Regions from separate parts of the Zea mays genome. Here region 1 is linked to region 2. A link is a contact called in public Hi-C data. All regions are on one chromosome and are shown on one strand. The core of a region is the stretch at or near the end of the contact, and the rest is flanking DNA. Distances in the headings are between cores, read along the strand shown.

What was found. Hi-C and Micro-C count contacts between places; a contact is called where the count stands out from the background.
Region 1: a Hi-C map of endosperm shows a contact between it and region 2, with 2.1 times the contacts expected there. The contact joins the enhancer-like site here to the promoter of LOC100276388 in region 2. A contact is called at or near these places in 3 of 25 Hi-C or Micro-C datasets (endosperm, leaf and tassel).

Annotation. Positions count from the first base shown.
Region 1 is chr3:221,169,893-221,172,592 of Zm-B73-REFERENCE-NAM-5.0, forward strand. LOC100502254 reads right to left here. Exons shown (of 6, transcript NM_001366996.1): 6 at 2,239-2,573. The coding sequence ends at 2,475. Among protein-coding and RNA genes, the nearest start is that of LOC100502254, 10 kb to the right of the region's middle. Within about 2 kb of position 1,274, at least 6 of the 20 cell types and tissues checked have an H3K27ac peak or open chromatin away from gene starts, as enhancers often do. A contact at or near this core is called in endosperm and tassel, where this site is marked.
Region 2 is chr3:220,999,287-221,002,022 of Zm-B73-REFERENCE-NAM-5.0, forward strand. It overlaps LOC100276388, which reads right to left and starts at 1,372. Exons shown (of 1, transcript NM_001150193.2): 1 at 34-1,372. The coding sequence starts at 1,302. The coding sequence ends at 508.

The DNA of each region.
Region 1 (2,700 bases), core at 24-2,523, 170 kb after region 2:
TTAGCTATTATGCTTAGTATCGACAACCTGTCGATCCATATGCAAATAGAGGTCACTAAGTTGTTTTAAACTGAGTGATAGTGACCAATTAGCTCATGCTCATTCTCCTTACATTGCTGCAAGACAGAATATATATATATATATATATATATATATATATATATTAGTGATGCAAAACAGAATATATAAAATTTCAGCATTTAAGTAATATTTGTGTTATCCGCTAGGTTGGCAGTAAGGAATAAGCTGAACTTTTAGGTAATATTAGATGTGCAGTTAATGTAAACTTTGCAAGACATTTACCTGTAGATCAAGTTGAAGTTGATGGATATAAAAGATGTCTTTCTTAGCGTGAAAGTTGTATGCCAAAACGTAGAATCTGTAGGCTTCTTCGGCGGGAAGTAATCACCAACAATGTTTTCCTGTTTAGTGGCTCAAATTGAATATATATGACAATATATGACAAAAGGGGGCTAGGATAATTCAGGTATATTGAAAGGGGTACTTACAATTACAAATGTGGCACATTCTTCTGATTAAACTCGTATTCTGTTAGAGTAACATTGGTCACCTGCAAACAACCAATAAATGTGTGATTTCTCTTAATTTAGTATAGGGGCAGTGGCCGGTCAAGAAACTGGTAGTAAGAACAGCAATGCACTTCATTTGCCTTCCTCAACATGTGCGGTACGACCAACTCTGTGAATATATCCTGAAAGTGAATTTGCAAACAATAATTATAGCAAGCAACATGTAGAAAATTTCACAGGCTGTGTTTAGAATCGCCAACCTTTGGTTCATCTCAATGGTCATATTGCAAAATTTCTATATTATAATACTAAAGAAGGGATCGGATACTACTAATTGTAGCCAACGCGGTCAGTTGCCCAGCAGAATCCAGGAAAAAAACAAGACGCGTCAGTTGGAATCTTGATGTGCACGCACAGAAACCTCCCAAATCTAGGCATCGATAGATGATAACACACTGCGCAGGGAGGAGCGGAGCGTGCTGGCGGTGCTCGGCCGCGCAAGCCTCTTCGCGATGGCACAGTTCCCCACGGCGTCGTCGCCCGTGGTCCGGGAGAAGGTTGCCATGGCCGTGTGCCAGGGAGAGAGAGGGGAGGGAGGGCGGGCTCACCTGACGGCACGACATCATTTGCGGGGGAGCAGGGGAAGGGGGCTGAGGATCTTGGCAGTGTGGAGCCGTGCCTCTTTGTGATGGCGCAGCTCCCCACGACATCGTCACCCATGGTCTGGGAGAAGGCCGCCAGGGGGGCACCTGGTGGCGCGACGTCGTTTGAGGCAGAGCAGAGGAGTCATCTGGAAGCGTCATGTACAATGGAGACCGGGTCGCTCCGCGACGGCGATGCCGTCAGTTTTGGGATCGAAATGCCAGAAAAAAAAGATATTTACGTGGAGAGCTTTGATGCGTCTGTTGGAAGTTTCTAAAGGCAGAAGTAGCAGGGGGACACACGTGAGACATTGATTCGTGATCAAGCGTATAGGAGAAATTCCGATGACATGGATAGCCTTAGCTGCCACGGTTTGAACCGGCTTTGTAATATAGAAATTATTTATGGGTTTCCTCAATATATCATCAGACACATAAATCATATAGTTTCATCCGTTATAGACATGATGATATAATAACAGAAAGTCAAAACTGAGAGTGTCAAAATAGTAAATTTCTCGAGAGAAAAAAAGAAGAAAGAGAATAACGTTTGAGATCTTGATTGATTTTGTGGGAGGCGATATTTGCAAAAGTAACGTGAGCCAAAGCAGGGCGAGCCAATTATTTTGGCTTCAGCATTCAATAAAGGGAGAGAAGTGCTTTTTAGTAAAAGCTATTTCCTACGACTTATGAGAAAAAACGTGAAGCTAGTGCTAAGAAGCCCTGTCAAAGGGGCTCTAAGAACATGGACAATTTGGCAAGCGAATACAAATAAGTAGGGCGAACTGATCCAATACTCTTTTTTTTAAAAAAAAAGTGCACGGATCTTAAAGCAGCACATCTAATTGATTAAATATTTTATTAATTATTTTTCACATGGGTCGTGCATTGGTCCGTCCGTCCAAGCCCAGCCCATGAAAAGCGTTCTTTTTTTACCTCGTGGCATATCAATACCACTCAACAGACGAAGGTGCTGGGCGATCAGAATATCAGGGTTTTTGCTGATTAATTGATTATTACCATAGCCAGTAACATAGCATTGATGTAAGAACTGGAACAAGTTTAGTAAGGAAAATTTCCCAAACGTGAATTGATGTAATCATCTCAGTATTGGTACTGAAAAACAACTTCTCTCATTCAAAACAGATTATTCAGACAGTTACCGAGCTTGTCAAAGCTATGATAAAATGGTGTAATCGCACAAAAAGGAAACTGCATGATGCTGGTGTGAAGAAACCCAGACAAAGGGATTTCGGTACATATCATGCTTAACCTGAATAAACTCAGAAAAAGGGGCATTTCATCATGAGAGGGCTTTCAGCACCTCAGCAGTCACTTCCTTTGGTGGTTTCTCCGCAGGCAGATTTACCACCAAGCCCTTCTTAGAGTAATAATCAATCACCTGGGACAAGACAATTGCTTTCAAATTAGGAATAATATTGACCTAAAAAATTTATGTCATTAATAAGTACAGAGAATATACAAAGCGACTCTTATGGCATAAATAAATCAGAACTATGAATAAGAAG
Region 2 (2,736 bases), core at 122-2,621:
CAAGATTGGAGGCAGCACAAGAGAACTTGCTAATTAGGCAGAAAAGCAATTAGTTAGATTAGACATTAGAGATGCGACAACACGCAGATAAACGAAACTGTAGAATGCAAACGAGGAATTCTGAATTCCTCGCAAACACCTACTCCTGTATACCTAAATTGCAATACTATACAATGTACAGTATGTACACAGCTACATATATACCAACATATACGAACAATCACATGTAAACTTCTTGTCCAATTTGTCGTAGTATATGTGTACCCGCCTACACAAATCGCATGGCAGGTGGTTAGCCACCGACTGCAGAGCACGATTCCGAGCCGAATCCTGAAAGGAAGGCTCACATTTCCCCTGCTTTCTCTGACTTCACACCTTGTCTTTTTGACTCGGCTCGCAGGAGATCTCCAAGTCAAATGTCTGAAATTTCAAATCCCGATTTCAAACCTGAAGTCTCACTGTTTGGAACGGGTCCTCCACGGCGCGTCGTGGTCGTGGCTCACCGGCTCACAACGGGTGTGGGCTCCTGCTGAGCCCGTGCACGCTGGCGAACAGCCCCACGAGGTCCTGCCGGTACGGCAGGAACGTGCGCCGGCCGCCGGTGGAGGCCTTGGCGCCGCCGCCGCCATATGACAACCGGCGGCCCGCGGAGACCGTGTCTAGCTCGGTTGCGGCGGCTTTGCTTCCTTTGGGCGGCAGCTTGGCCTTGGCCTTGGAGGCGGGGGCGTGCTCCCTGTCCCTGGCCGGGGACGGCGGCGCCGAGAGGAAGAGGAACTTGTCCTTGCCGTCGCTGCGGCTGCGGCCGACGACGAGCTCACCGATGCGGCGCCACCGCGCGATGGAGCCCGTGGACCCGCTCTTCCGCGGCGGCCGCGAGGGCGAGGACGCCGGCGACGACCCGGGCGTCCAGACGCAGTAGCTGTCCGGCGACGCGCCGACGCCGTCGAGGTCCGCGCCCGTGCCCGCCGCCGTCGACGCCGATGATGATGAGGAGGAGGAGGACGTGGACGCGACGGACGAGGTCCGCGCCTGCTCCAGCTGGAACAGCCGCCCTAGTGGCGCCCTCGGTGCCGGCGCTGCGGCCTCGTCCAGCACTCGGCCAAACACCGGGTAGAACGCCCGGGCGTGGCCGCCCGCGAAGAGCTCGTCGGCAGACGCGGCGCCGCCAACGCCCGCCGCGGACTCCCGGCTCACGGAGGGGAACTCGAACTCGCCGTCCGAGTCCTCACCGCCGGAAACCACGTCGTCCTCCGTCCTGACGACGGTGGGTTCCTGGCGGCGGACAACCGGCATGTCTCGCATGTTTCTGCTGCTCGCTTTGTTTGCGATCGGGTGCGTTCGGCGTGGGGAGGGAAAAGGGGAACAACTGCTAGTCGGTTAGCGAGATGGGAACGGCGTTTATATAGGGGAACCGGGTAGCGAGGCGACCTTCTAGAAGGGCTCTGACTCGCGGCGCCCGTCTGGCGTCTGGCGTCTGGGGCGTCTGGCGTCTGGCGTCTGCTCTGTTTTTTAGCTTGGGCTGGGGAATTTGGGAGAAACGCGCACGCCCTCGTGGCTCGGGTGCGCTACACGTCAGTCGTGATGCACGCGGACGCGGGGTTCGTTTATCTCTTGCGCTAGGCTGCCCGCTGGTTGCGTTCCGTGTGCGTGTACCGAGTTCTTGCTACTTTTTCCTGGGTTTACACATGATTTTGGGAGATCTCTCGAAAGGTCCTCTGTCCGTGGGATTTGCCGAGATCGTGCTTGCTTGCTTGAGAAACAAGCGACTGTTATTGTTAATCCGGTCAGCTGTAGATTGGCCGCCGAGTCGGCTGGCTCCAATAAACTTTACGTAAACGTGGTGTCATTTTTTTTTTGTTGTAAAGCCGATGAAAGGAACTGAGAAGGCTCATCGATGATTGATAAGGGTAAAACATATCATTGGGTACTCTTTCCAAAACAGGGATGGGGTGTGTTTGTGGTTGCACGATCTATGTAAGTCAATAGTTGGAACATTATTATTCCAATATCCACACGTGTTTGTTAAAATTGGACGGACGAGAGTTGACGTCGGAGAACGTAGCAATCTACGACTACCTTCAACTAGCCTACAACCAAACACAAGGGATGGCAACAGGGCAGAAGAGATCGTCTCGTTCCCCAAAATTTATTCTGTCTCTACCTCGTTTAACTTAACGAGCACAAACTTATCTCCATCTCCACCCTCGTGGATCCTTGTTCCCTATTTCGGGGCCTCTTAGAAAATACTATAATAAAAAATATTCACGACAAGATAACAATTATAAATATATAAATTATGAAAGACACAAGACAAAAATAAATCTAAAACAAGTAACAACCTTATAATACAAATCAAAACTCACAAGTCACAATTACTTTAACTTAATAATAATAATAATAATATACTCTCTCAAATCATAAATTACACAAATACACATTAGAGTTTTTTATCCGATCCCCAACAAAACTTTACGGACATAGTTTCTTCCCTATCTCTGCCCTACTAATTTTTTAGGCCTATCTTGTTGACCTAGTGAGGGAGAAATCTTCCTTGTAGCCATCCTAAATCGTCCGCGATGGCACAGATGGTCGTCTTCTTCGCAGCAAATGTGATATCCTGGCCTTGGGGATGGTGATATTCTGTCTAAAGGCTTAATAGAATTAGTAGAGTACTCATATCAACAAGGTGCATTTTCTTTTTCGGAAGCCTATCTCGAAAAAACCACCAAGTTAAGC